Linked DNA regions of Sus scrofa: region 2 is linked to region 1. The links are chromatin contacts, called in public Hi-C maps. All regions are on one chromosome and are shown on one strand. The core of a region is the stretch at or near the end of the contact, and the rest is flanking DNA. Distances in the headings are between cores, read along the strand shown. Region 1 has its middle 24 kb from the start of IFNLR1. Region 2 overlaps STPG1 (O(6)-methylguanine-induced apoptosis 2).

What was found. Hi-C and Micro-C count contacts between places; a contact is called where the count stands out from the background.
Region 2: a Hi-C map of retroperitoneal adipose tissue shows a contact between it and region 1, with 1.8 times the contacts expected there. The contact joins two enhancer-like sites. A contact is called at or near these places in 20 of 47 Hi-C or Micro-C datasets (alveolar macrophages, blood, brain and 11 more) and 1 of 2 datasets of contacts at active chromatin or transcription factors (alveolar macrophages).

Annotation. Positions count from the first base shown.
Region 1 is chr6:81,935,120-81,941,399 of Sscrofa11.1, forward strand. No RefSeq gene overlaps it. Among named protein-coding and RNA genes, the nearest start is that of IFNLR1, 24 kb to the left of the region's middle. Within about 2 kb of position 3,237, at least 3 of the 83 cell types and tissues checked have an H3K27ac peak or open chromatin away from gene starts, as enhancers often do. A contact at or near this core is called in alveolar macrophages and retroperitoneal adipose tissue, where this site is marked.
Region 2 is chr6:82,073,635-82,079,914 of Sscrofa11.1, forward strand. It overlaps STPG1 (O(6)-methylguanine-induced apoptosis 2), which reads right to left. Exons shown (of 8, transcript XM_021095547.1): 4 at 2,028-2,198. Among named protein-coding and RNA genes, the nearest start is that of STPG1, 35 kb to the right of the region's middle. Within about 2 kb of position 2,852, at least 5 of the 83 cell types and tissues checked have an H3K27ac peak or open chromatin away from gene starts, as enhancers often do. A contact at or near this core is called in alveolar macrophages and retroperitoneal adipose tissue, where this site is marked.

The DNA.
Region 1 (6,280 bases), core at 1,987-4,486:
TGCTGGGCATCCATGCTGAGGACACAGCAGGGAGTAGGAGAGGCTCTGTCCTTGATCTCAGGTTCCTGACACTCGGCAGGGGAAAGACAAGGAGGAAACCTGATAACTTCAGAATATGATGTTTTATAAAAAAATTTTTTACAGAAAAAAAAAGGGTGGGGGACAGGGAGTGATTGTCCACAGGGGTTGCTGAGGGTCTCACTGAGGCGATGAGTCATAAATGATGGGAAGGTGGGAGCCACGGGAAGTTCTAGGGAAAGAGCATTCCAGGGAGAGGAGACAATGCAGACAGCCGTCCTACAGGCTCAGCGCCCTGTGAAGCAGGGTGATGGGAAGGAGAGGTGAGCAGGGACCAGGTCAGAACAGGATCTTGAGGTCATGGTGACAAGAGTGACTTTTATTCCTAGTGCGATGGGAATCCAGTGGGAAGTTCTGAGCAGCCGAGTCAGATAATCTGATTTAGAGTCTTAAAATACCACTCTGGCCACCACATGCCAATGGACTGTGGAAGGGCAAGGGCAGATAGGACAGCACATCAGAAACGACTGACAGTACAGATTGGGGTGGTGGGGATGGCCAGAAGTAATCAGACCACCTCCTCCAGGAAGCCACCCTTGCTTACCCTCTCCCTAATCTGAGTGGGGGCCTCCTCCAGCTCTCTCGCACCCTGATCATCTTTTCCTGGGCTGCAGAGCCTGGAGAATGAGCAAGGATGGGGTGGTGATCAGAGTTTGGTTCAGGGATGTGTAAAGTTTGAGATGTTAAGGGGACATCCCAGGAGCCCAGCAGAGGGGGGCAGGTGGATCTGAATCCAGCCTGGGGCGGGGGCCTGAGGAGGAATACACTTGGGAATCATCAGCTTCGTGATGGGACCAGGGAGGTCACCTGCCTCCTGGCCCAGTGCTCTTTCCCCCGTTTCTCTCGCTGTCTGGCCCTTTCTTGCTCTCTCAGGTCTCTGGCAGAGCCTCCTAGAAACAGGCGGGCGAGGGGGGCCTCCGGGGCGATGCAGAACCCTGCCCTCCGTTTTCCCCACCTGCCCTGGCCCCGTTCCTTTGGCAAACAGCCCTGGGCCTCCTAGGCTGCTGTATTTCAGAAAAGCGTTCCAGTTTGGCAAAGCAAATAGAGCCGAGGAGAAAGGCAAGACCTTGCAAAATAGCACCAGGCCCCCAAAGGAGAGTTTTCTTGGTCTTTTCTTTCACGTTCTCCACTGGCCTCAAGCCAAGAATGTGTCCTGTTTTTTCTTCTTTGGTCCCTTCCCACCGCCCACCCCATCCCTTGGTGTCTGCATTTCCCAGAGTGTTAATCTCTCATCGCAAGGGTGGGAATTCTCAGAGATGGCTCGGAGGTACACAGCTGGCCTGGGCCCTCCTCTTCCCTCCCACAAAGCCCTGGGCTGCCAGCAGAATGGTGGGAAGGAGTGTGGGCTCTGGAGCGGGACTGCCTGGATTTCAGTCTTACATAGCAGCTGTGTGACCTTCAGCAAGGTACTTCCCTCTGTGCCTCAGACCTCTAATCCATAAAATGGGGATAACTGTACTACGTGGGTAGGTTGGTCGTGAGGCGTGAGTTAATATATGCAAACGGTGATGATTATGATGTCTCTGCGCTATGTCAAGATAAAGAACACAAGCCCCAGGAGTTCCCCTTGGGCTCAGCAGAAACCGAGCATCCATGAGGATGTAGGTTCGATCCCTGGCCTCACTCAGTGGGTTAAGGATCTGCTGTTGCCATGAGCTGTGGTGTAACTCGCAGATGTGGCTCAGATATGGTATCGTGGTGGCTGTGGTGTGGGCCAGCATCTACAACTCAGATTCAACCCCTAGCCTGGGAACTTCCATATGCTGTGGATGCAGCCCTAAAAAGACAGACAAAAAAAAAAAAAAAAAGAACACAAGCCCCAGAGGGACACAGCTCCATGACTTATCGCTTAACCCGAGTGCCTCAGGTCTTATCTAGAACAAAAACACCCTCATAGGTGTGGGGGGCTTGTACAGGTGATGCAGGTTGGAGCTCTTACCAATGCCTGACACGGAGCCCTGAGTGCCCTGTGGATGTTGACTTGATGGAGAAATCAGTGCACTTCCTTACCTGGGCTTCCTAAATGTGGCTCAGGCCTTTGACCTTTTTAGCCCAGGCTGAGAATCACTCACTGGCAGGCTCCTCTGCCCAGACTCATCCTCATGATGCCTGAAATTCCACCATTACTGCTTCATTTCTTTGGCTTAACACTTTGCCTTCATTAAAATACAGATAGCCCAGAAAAAGGTCACCAGTTCAGTTTTCAGTCATTTATCCCTTAGTGTGAGGATATTTATCAGCCCTTTTCCTGAGAGGGATACGGGAAGAAAAAGCATGCTCTCCCATCATGCCCCTCCCCTGGGCTTGGCCTTTAGGCCCTCCTGTTGTCCCTAAAGGGAGTTCCTGGACTTCACCCGCAAGCTCTGTCAGGATCTGTTCCCCATCCACCGCTCACTCTGCATGTCCCACACGACCCCTTGGCCAACCTGGATGGCTTCTCATCCACAACTTGGGCCTTCAGGCCCCTGTGTCTTTGCTCATTCAAGTCCTATCCCTCAAATCCCAGCCCCATCTTCCCATTCCCACCCCTCACGTTGTTCTTTGCTTCTCTTAAATGGTCTCTGTGATGGTTTCTGAGCCTCAGCACTGCCGACACTTGGGACAGGATAATTCTTGGTTGGGGAGATGATCCTATGATGTGCAGGATATGTCCTGTGACATGCAGCCCCCTGGATCCTACCCACTAGCAGACCATTGCCACGCTCCCGGTGTGATAGCCCATCACGTCTCCAGACATTGCCCAGTGTCCCCTGGGCCAGGTGGGCTGAGACCCACTGGTGTATAACATACAGCAAGGGGCTTGGTGTTGGCTAGACCTTGTGTTCACGCCCTGCTTTGCTCCTGCTACGAGGGGGACTGGGCAGGACCTACCCCAGCCTTGGTTTGCTTGGCTGCAAAGTGGCCCCAGAAAGCCTGTCTCACAAACATTTCTCTTTTGGCTGCACTAATGCCATACAGAAGTCCCCGGGCCAGGGATCCAACCCACACCACAGCAGCAACCCCAGCCACAGCAGCGACCATGCTGGATCCTTTAACCACTAGGCCACCAGGGAACTCCAGATAACATTTAAAAACCATTGCTGTTGCAAGGTTCCCGTGACAGATGCTTGAAAAACCGCAGCTAAAATTCATGTGACGACAATGCCATCTGCTCAGACTAAATTCGTCCTCCCTGTTTCCTCATTTCAGGAAGTGCCACCCTTCTCCCTCTGCCCAGCAGAGCCAGGCCCCAAACTCTGGAGTCTTTCCTGATTTCTACAGCCCACATCCCTCCGCCAGCAAATGCTTCTGGCCCCTCCAAACCCAGCCCCGAGCCAGCCCTTCTCCAGACTTCCACCCCTCTCACCCCACCTCTCCAGGTGTGCATCACAGCAGCTCCCACCAGGCTCCTGATTCCACACCATTGAATCCACTGTCCACATGGCAGGGGTTCTTCCTGTAACAAACCCTCACTGTCCTGGCCCAGCTTCTCCCTGCCTCGCCCAGCCGGCACCATCCTCACTGGCCCGTTCCTGTTCCTCAGACAGAATTGTGACCACTGCTGTCTCTCCACGGCCTTGGTCACCCTGCCTGGGATGGGGGCCTCGGCACTCACCTGGCTGGTACCTTCCCGCCAATCCCACCCCCTCCCCTCCAGGGCCCTCTGGAGGCCTCGCCTGACTCCCCACCCATAGCACCCTCCCCCACCCCAGTTACACCTGGGCCCTTTATCCCACTTGCTGGTCTTCCCAGCCTTTATCATGATCAGAAACTATGCTCTTTATTTATTTTCAGCCTCGCCTATTAATAGGCTTCCCCAACCAGAATGGCTAGCTGCTTACAAGAGGGGCCCTGTCACATCCACGGCTGCATCCTCGGGGCCCAATTCAGTACCTGTCACACAGCGGGCATCCAGTAAGCACTGGGCGAAGATGGGGATCCAGCTGTAAAGAGCTGCCATCCTGAAAATGCAGCTCAGATGCCACGTGCCCCCATCCTGCCCCCCAATTTCCCTCCTCCGAGCCCCTGAGGGAGCTGCGTCTCTCTCCCTTAGCTGAGGGACGTGGCCCTTTGACTTCTTTATGGAACACGGCCCATTTCCCCAGACCCCCACGGTGAGCTGCTGGAGGGCAGGGCCCAGGACACGCTCCTTCCTCCCCACCCCCACTTTCCCTCCTATCTTTCCTTTCTTCCTTCCTTCCTTTCTTTTTCTTTTTCTTTCCTTCCTTCCTTCCTTTCTTTCTTTCTTTCTTTCTTTCTTTCTTTCTTTCTTTCTTTCTTTCTTTCTTTCTCTCTCTCTCTCTTTCTTTCTTTCCTTCCTTCTTTCCTCTCTCTCTCTCTCCTTCCTTCTTTCCTTTTTTTTTTCCTTTCTTTCCATTTTTAGGGTCGCACATGGAAGTTCCCAGCCTAAGGGTTGAATTGGAGCTACAGCTGCCGACCTATGCCGCAGACACAGCAACGTGGGATCCCAGCCATGTCTGCAACCAGATCCTTAACCCATTAAGCGAGACCAGGCATTGAACCCTCGTCCTCATGGATACTAGTCGGGTTCGTTACCCGCTAAGCCACAAGGGGAACTCAGAGGACAGGCTTATTTCTCTATCTCCCACAGATCCCCGCCCGAAGAAAATTCTGAATACATACATATGGGGACAGTTGGTGCCTAGGGAGGGGTAGGAAGGGCCCAGCCATTTGCTGATTATATCAGGAGCTTGGCAGACAAACTTCATCTCCCCTGCTGTAGCAGATTAAAGATGACTCCTTCCCTTGACATAGGTGGGCCTATGCCTGCTTTGACCAGCAGAATACAGCAGAAGCAGTGCCCTTCTAGGACCTCGTTCAGGCCTTGAGAAATTGCAGCTTCTATTTGCCATCACGTGGAGTTTTGCGCTGCCTGTGGACAGGTCTTCCTACTCTGGCTAGTGAAATCATGTGCAGAGGCCCCATGACTGTGTGGATAGGGACAGGGCCCAGTTGAGCCCAACCTTACAGCAGTTCTCACCAAGCTTCCAGGAATGTGGGTGAAGCTGATGACCCCTTCAGATGAGCCCAGCTGCCAGCTGAATCAAGCAGCCTCAGTAATGCCACGTGAAGCCAAATTATTGCCCCGGCAACCCCTGCCTGAATTCCTAACCCACGAAATCATGAGATGTGATAAAATGCTTGGTTTAAACCACCCGCTTTGTAATAGGTTATGGGGACACATGTCAGCTCTGTTGGAGGTGGCTGCCTGGATGGTGCCATGAGCCAGTCTGAAGTTGTATCTGGGCTGGGTGGGGAAGAGGGTCTGTGATCTATTAGTAATGTCTGCCATGCGTACAGCAGGGGGAAAAAGTAGGACTTAACTGTGTTGCACGTTTCATGTTCCTGGCAAATGCATGTTGAATACAGTAGGGCAGGATTTCATGGAATCCTCGCAAGGAGGGCTTATCATAGTCACTTTATAAATAAGGAAATTGAGGAACAGAAAGGTTGTATCACTTGCCTATTAGTTTACTCAGCTAGCAGGGGGCAGAGTAGATTATGGGGCTCCTTAAATGAGGCAGGAACATAGGCGTTTCCCCAGAGGCAAAGCTTTCCTCCAGCACAGATTTTCAAACCTCCCCTCCAATCTGAGTGATGGCTGACCCCTCACCCTACCTTCTGTTTGCTAAACCTCAGTCATCCCAGGCCCGGCTCTAATTTGGGGCCGGGGACACCTGGCACCAGGCCAGCGTCACCAGGGCCCCAGAACTGCTGGGTTTCCCCTCTGTCATGGGAGGCTGGCATTTAGGTATCTCTCAAGGGTGGAACCATCTAAGTTTGTTAAGAGCTTAAGGAAATACCCGTTTCACAGCTCCTGGAGCCAGGCAAAGCCAAGCACTCCATTCGAGGTTCTTAGAGAGCAGTTTCGCAAAGCTTTCTTGGGGGAGTCGGGAGCCCAGGGTGGGGGGAGGGTGGGGGAGGGGCTGAGAGCTCAGACCCAGCTCCACCCCTTCCTGGAGGTGTGATCCCCAGCCAGAGCCTTCACCTTTCTGACTTTCAGTTTTTTCCTCTGTCAAGTGGGGATTATTAGACCTAACCTGCATAGCAATTTTGAAGAAAAAAGGACTGAGGGTAAGTAAATTCCTAGAGCAATGCTTGGCACACATGGGGGCTTATTGAATATTTCTTGATGAATGAGTGAACAGCTGGATACTCAGTTCCAGAGCCCACGCTGGCCGGCTGGCTCCCTGTACCCACT
Region 2 (6,280 bases), core at 1,602-4,101, 140 kb after region 1:
AGTGAACACATATTTAATACAGCACATAGACCATGAAAAGTGCTTCATCATTATTATTTTCAGGCTCGGATCAGCCCAGGAAAAGACTATCCAGAGCTACACTATTCCACACAGTAGCCACCGGCCACGTGTAACTACGGAGCACTGGAAATGTGGGGGTACATACTAAGACGTGCTGCGAGTATAAAATGTACATGGGATCTTAAAGACTTAGGATGAGGGAGAAAATGCAAAACATCTCATCGATAATTTTTATATTGATTAGATATTGAAATATCTTGAATATACTGGGTTAAACAGAATATATTATCCAAACTAATTTCACTTGTTCCTTCTTACTCTTAAATGTGGCTGCTGGGAAAACTTAAATGACCTATGTGGCTCCCATTATATTTCCTTTGGACAATGCTGGCCTAGCAGGCACTCATATACTTCGAGCATATTATAAATGATTGGATCCATCATAGAAGGTGGGCAAGATCTTTATAGTCAGGAAAATAAATATTATTTATAAATATTGTAAAAGAAAAAGGCAATTTAAAATGAAGTATTCTGGGGAGTTCCCACTGTGGCTCAGTGGGTTAAGAACCTGACTAGTATTCATGAGGATGCAGGTTGCATCCCTGGCCTTGCTCATTGGGTTAAGGATCCAGCATTGCCGTGAGCTGTGGTGTAGGTTACAGGCTCAGCTCGGATCCTGCGTAGCTGTGGCTGTGGTGTAGGCTGGCAGCTGCAGCTTGGATTTGACCCCTAGCCTGGCAACTACCATATGCTACAGGTGTGGCCGTAAAATAAGAAAATAAAATTAAATTAAATTAAGTATTCTAAGACCAAAATATTTTGAAAGGATGGCATAAAAATATTAATACCTTATGTCAATTTATGTCTCAGTTATTTCAGAGTGCTTTCACATTTGTAGTCTCATTTGCTTCATGTAATAAGCCTGTAGGGCAAGTATAATCAATTCCATCTTACAACTGAAACCCAAGAGATAGCGTGACTTCCTCAAAGACAGTTCTACTGATTTCCATGCACTGTGGCGTCCTTGTGCACCAGGTATTGTGCTACATGAGCACTCAGCAAAGACTACCTCATTTCGTATTTGCATTAATCCCATGCAGACATGTAGGCATAAAACCCCACTTTACAGATTAACCAACCAAGTCCTAAAAAGTGAAGAGACCTGCCCAAAGCCACACAGTTTGAAAATGGTAGAGTGGAGATTGAACCTGAGTTCATATCTTAACTATGAACCATACCTTCTGCCTCAGTGACTACAGAGTGATGGGAATTGGCAAAGAGCTGTTTAAAAAAAAAAAACAAAAAACAATTTTCTGGAGTTCCTGTTGTGGCGCAGTGGAAATGAATCCAACTAGGAACCATGAGGTTGCAGGTTCAATCCCTGGCCTCGCTCAGTGGGTTAAGGATCCGGCATTGCCGTGAGCTGTGGTGTAGGTCGCAGACTCCGCTTGGATCCTGAGTTGCTGTGACTGTGGCTGTGGTGTAGGCCGGCGGCTACAGCTCTGATTCGACCCCTAGCCTGGGAACCTCCATATGCCACGGGAACAGCCCTAGAAAAGGCAAAAAGTCAAAAAAAAAAAAAAAAGGAAAGAAATACCAATTGTCTGATATGTAAAGATAGAAGTTCACTTTCCCTATAAGAATCTAAAAAGGAAATGAATAGTGTCTGCAAACAAGGTGGCAAATAATATACTCATTGTTACAGATGAGAAAACTGTCGCCCCGAAAGGTTATGTGAGAGGAGTCATGACGATAAGTATTTTCCGGGGCGGTGGTCTTCCCGCTGCTCCATGCTCTCCCCCGTGTTGCCCACGGTTTTCCCTCTGGGTTCTGCAAGTTCCTATGAGAGTGTTGCACAGACTCGTGACACCATTGGATGGTCAACAAAGGCCAACCAACTACCAGGTGCACTAAACACCATTTCCCTAAGCTTCCCTCTTCCCTTCTTCCATTTCAGTAAACAATTCACTCAGTATATATTTAGAAAGCAGGTGCGGTGTTCTTACATTGTAATGGTTTGGTGCGGGAGTTTCAAGTTTGAGAACTTTCCTGAAGCTTGGCAGCTGGAACATGCTGGAACAGGAATTACTGAAGTCTTTCTTCGAAACAAAATGTGATGGGATTGTGTATGCATTAGCTGCAGGGTGTTTAGAAATGATGGTATCCAACCGGGCCCGCTGTGAGGAAAAGCCAAAGAATCCACATCACCACTTATCTTATGGCTCTGAAGGACAGATGTCAAAGAGATGGTGCCTGGCATTTACTCTTTTTTTTTTTTTTAATCTTTTTAGGGCTGCCTCTGCAGCACATGGAGGTTCCCAGGCTAGGGGTTGAATTGGAGCTATAGCCGCTGGCCTACGCCACAGCCACAGCAACACAGGACCCGAGCCATGTTTGCAGTCTACACCACAGCTCACAGCAACACCAGATCCTTAACACACAGAGCAAGGCCAGGGCTCGAACCTGCGTCCTCATGGATATTAGTCAGATTAATTTGTGCTGAGCCACAACGGAAACTCCTAAAAGCACTTTATGAAAGGTGAAACTCTGGCAGGGAACAATGACAAAATTACCTTGGGCTTTGAGGATTTATTTGCTCTTGGAAAATGCAAGTTCAGGCCTGTGTTTACTTCTGTAAACTAACTCAAATTATTCATCTTATGTTTGGGATTTGGCAAAAGTAATTTTTGCCATAAATGCATTTTCACCCAATCCTGATGCAGGCCGCTTGACTCATCAGCTGCTGGGTGATTTGTACAATGGGAGGCTGTAGTCTTTTTTCTTCCTACCTTGGCTTTCCTTTGAGTCAAACCTCACTTCTCGTTTCTGAGGTTAAATAATCAGAACTTCCTAAATAACCGATTTGTTTCTAAGGCCTCCAAGGTCCAAGGTCCCATGAGGAACCACGCCTGTCCACCCACGCCTCCTCTCCCCCCACGTAATCACTGATTTCATAAAACCCTACGATATTTTTGGTGTTTCAACAGAACAAATCCTACCCCTTCCAGGAAGCTATGATAAACTATTTTCGGTTAAAAAAAAAAAAAGAATCAATGTTTGCCAAATGAAAAGGGACAAAAGCCATAAAAACTGGGCGATAACATCACCTTTCCCTGGGGTAGTATGGCAAGTATTGAAGCCTGATAAAACAAAAAATTTGTTTTGTTATTTCATGGTTAAAAGCTTGAGAACGTTGCCCGGGTCACCTCTGCTGGATAGGGGTCAGCGACTCCCCAAGCACAGAAGGTGGGGGAGGCTGTGTGAAGGCCTCAGGGCCCCACCTGACCTCACGCTGTACTTGGTGGCGGTAACTCTCTCCACCTGGTTCAGGCGCCACTGATTACTGGGCGGATGCGCCATCAGAAGCAGGAGCGTTCTTGTCCAGTCTTAGTTGTGCCGAGTCTAACCTGGGTTCGAGTCCCAGATCTGCCTCCTCCCACGTGGAAGGATGCATGGATGTTCTCAGAAGTAAGGTCACCCCAGCCTGGGAGTCACTTTGCCTTTGCGCTTGGGGCAATAGTTAGCTGCATACTTTTCGGGGGCTTTGCACTGAATCCCCATGACAACCCTGTGTAGACGCTGTTATGATTTTACCCCCACTTTGCAGATGAGGAAACTGAACCTCCTCAGCTAGTGAAGTGGTGGAACCAACATCCTCACCCAGACGGTCTGTCTCCACGAGGTGAGCAGCTGATAAATGCCTGTGGGAGGTTTTAATTCAGGAAGAATCACCACTCAAAATCTCCTGTGCCCAGGGGTGGAGGCGCACCCTCTGCTCTTTCCTCTTAACTCCCACAGAAGAAGCGTGTTGAGATCAGACCTTCCTTGGTGCTACCTTTTGCAGTGTGTCTGTCTTGGGTCACCCAGCGGTATAGACAAGTATGTTTTTCTTTTGTTCTTTTTTGTCTTTTTAGGACTGCACCTGCAGCATATGAAAGTTCCCTGGCTAGGAGATGAATTGGAGCTGCAGTGGCCGGCCTACACCACAGCCACAGCAACAAGGGATCTGAGCCACATCTGCGAACTAAGCTGCAGCTTGGGGCAACGCCGGATCCTTAACCCACTGGGCGAGGCCAGGGATCGAACCTGCACCTTATGGATACTAGGCCGGTTTGTTACTGTGGAGCCACAACAGGAACTCCAGCAAGTGTGTTTTCTTAAAGCACTCTTTCCCAAAGTGTGTTCCTTGGCATCCCAGCTCTATAAGATAAGATCCTATTGGTCATAGCAGCAGTAAGGAGAGAGCTCCAGGGTCAAATAAATTTGAGAAGTCTCACGACATGATCCCATTTCAGAGATTCCTAGCACTCATGGGGGTAGTAAATGCTCTGAGAAGAGCCACAGTAAAGAGACCTAACTTGGTTTAAACAGCCCTTTTCAACCTTCCTCCATCATAGGATCTTTTTGGCTTAGAATATCTACCAACATACCCTTTGGGAACGGTTGTTCCGAAAGATGCCTGTTCGAAGCAAAGTTTCATAAAATGTCATAATGGAGTTAGCGCCCGAGCACAGCTCAAGTGACACTTGCTCCCCAACCCTCCCTTGATTTTCTTTTCATTGTCAGGCCTACGGTCCCCAATCTGGCCTCATGCTGGCACTTATGAGCCCCCCTCCAGCACATACCAGTTCTTCCAAAGTCACTGCTGCCCCTGGGCAAATACAGAAAGGCTGTGGAAGTCTCCCCAGCCTGCCTCGTTTGACTTCCTAGTCGGCCCTGTGAATAATTCTGGAGCAAAGCTTTGGAATACAGTAGATTATGTGGACTTTGATGACAGGTCCTCTCAAAAGATTGAGTGCAATTGTTCCAAGAGTCATCAGGAAGTTTCTAAAACGTATTGACCCACAGAGGGTTTTGGTCGGCCTCACCCCAGCATCACACTCCTTCTACCATACCAGTGTCAATAAGGCAGACCTTTCTCTGACAAGGACTGCGTTTTTTTGTTTTTTTTTTTTTTTTCCTGGCCATGGACATTCTCAGGCCAGGGATCAAGCCCGTGCCACAGAAGTGATAAGACCGAATCCTTAACCACTAGGCCGCCAGGGAACTCCACGAGCAGGACCGCTTCTATTTCTTTTTTCTTTCTTTTTCTTTCTTTTCATTTGTTTGCTTTTTATGGAGGCACATAGAAGTTCCCAGGCGAGGGATGGAATCGGAGCTGCATCTTCAGGCCTGACCACAGCATAGCAACATGGGATCTGAGCCACATCTGCAACCTACAGTGCAGCTTGCGGCAATGCCAGATCCTTAACCCACTGAGCGAGGGCAGGGATCAAAACTGCATCCTCATGGACACTATGTCGGGTTCTTAACCCACTGAGCCACGATGGGAACTTTTTTTTTTTTTTTTTTTTTTTTAGGAGGACTACTTTTAATCCCTTCAGAGTCTTGGAATCTGGAACCAGGAGGCACTGAACATGACAGTCACCAAAAGAAGGGGCGGAGGAATGAAATTTGTGTCCAGTTCGGAAAGGAACTAGGCAAGATGCGGGGAGGTCCTGACAGAGCTCCTCCAACCACTTAAGGGCCCTGCCCAAGGATGCAGGCACTTGTGTGTTTATCCATGTAAATACAAACCCTCATATCCATCACAGCCAGGAGAGGAAGCCTGAACAGCTCTGCATCTGACTTCTCTGGGGTTGGGTCTGAGTTTTTTAAAGACCTGAAAGGTCTGATGAGATCCTGTCCTGTGCAGATCTTCCCTGGGGCCCCTTCTCCTCCAGACGGCCGGGCTGCGTCATCTGGAAAGTTACTGCCCGTAAAGCCCAGCAGGGAAATTGATGGTGTGCTCTGATTCAGTGCCTTCTTTGGCACCAGGCAGGAATGGGCTGTGCCACCATTTGGCAAAGACATTCTCAGGGAGAAAACTCGAGGTGTTGCAGGAAGTATTGTTTGTGACTCAGGCGGTAACAATCACAACATCTAACGTGTTTACGATGCTCCGCAGTTTCAAAGAGAATTTCACTCCCTGCAACGTTAACTTGCCCAGCGCCTCCGGGGCGTCTCTGCTCTATGAGGCAATTGGGACACTGAGGGTGACGTGCTTGAGGTCACATCAAGAACCCACAGCTGAGTCGGGATTAGGTTTAAGTCTTGTCTCCAGCACCAGGCCATCGTGAGACGGCACATCTTTTGCCCGGTTGCTCTGGAGTCTCTTTGCTTGCAGGGTTTGGGGCAGAAGAAAGAGGCAGAGGCTTGGCTGTTCTGTGAACTCACTGGGGGCATGTGCAGCCTCAACGTCTTTGCTAAAGAAGAGTTA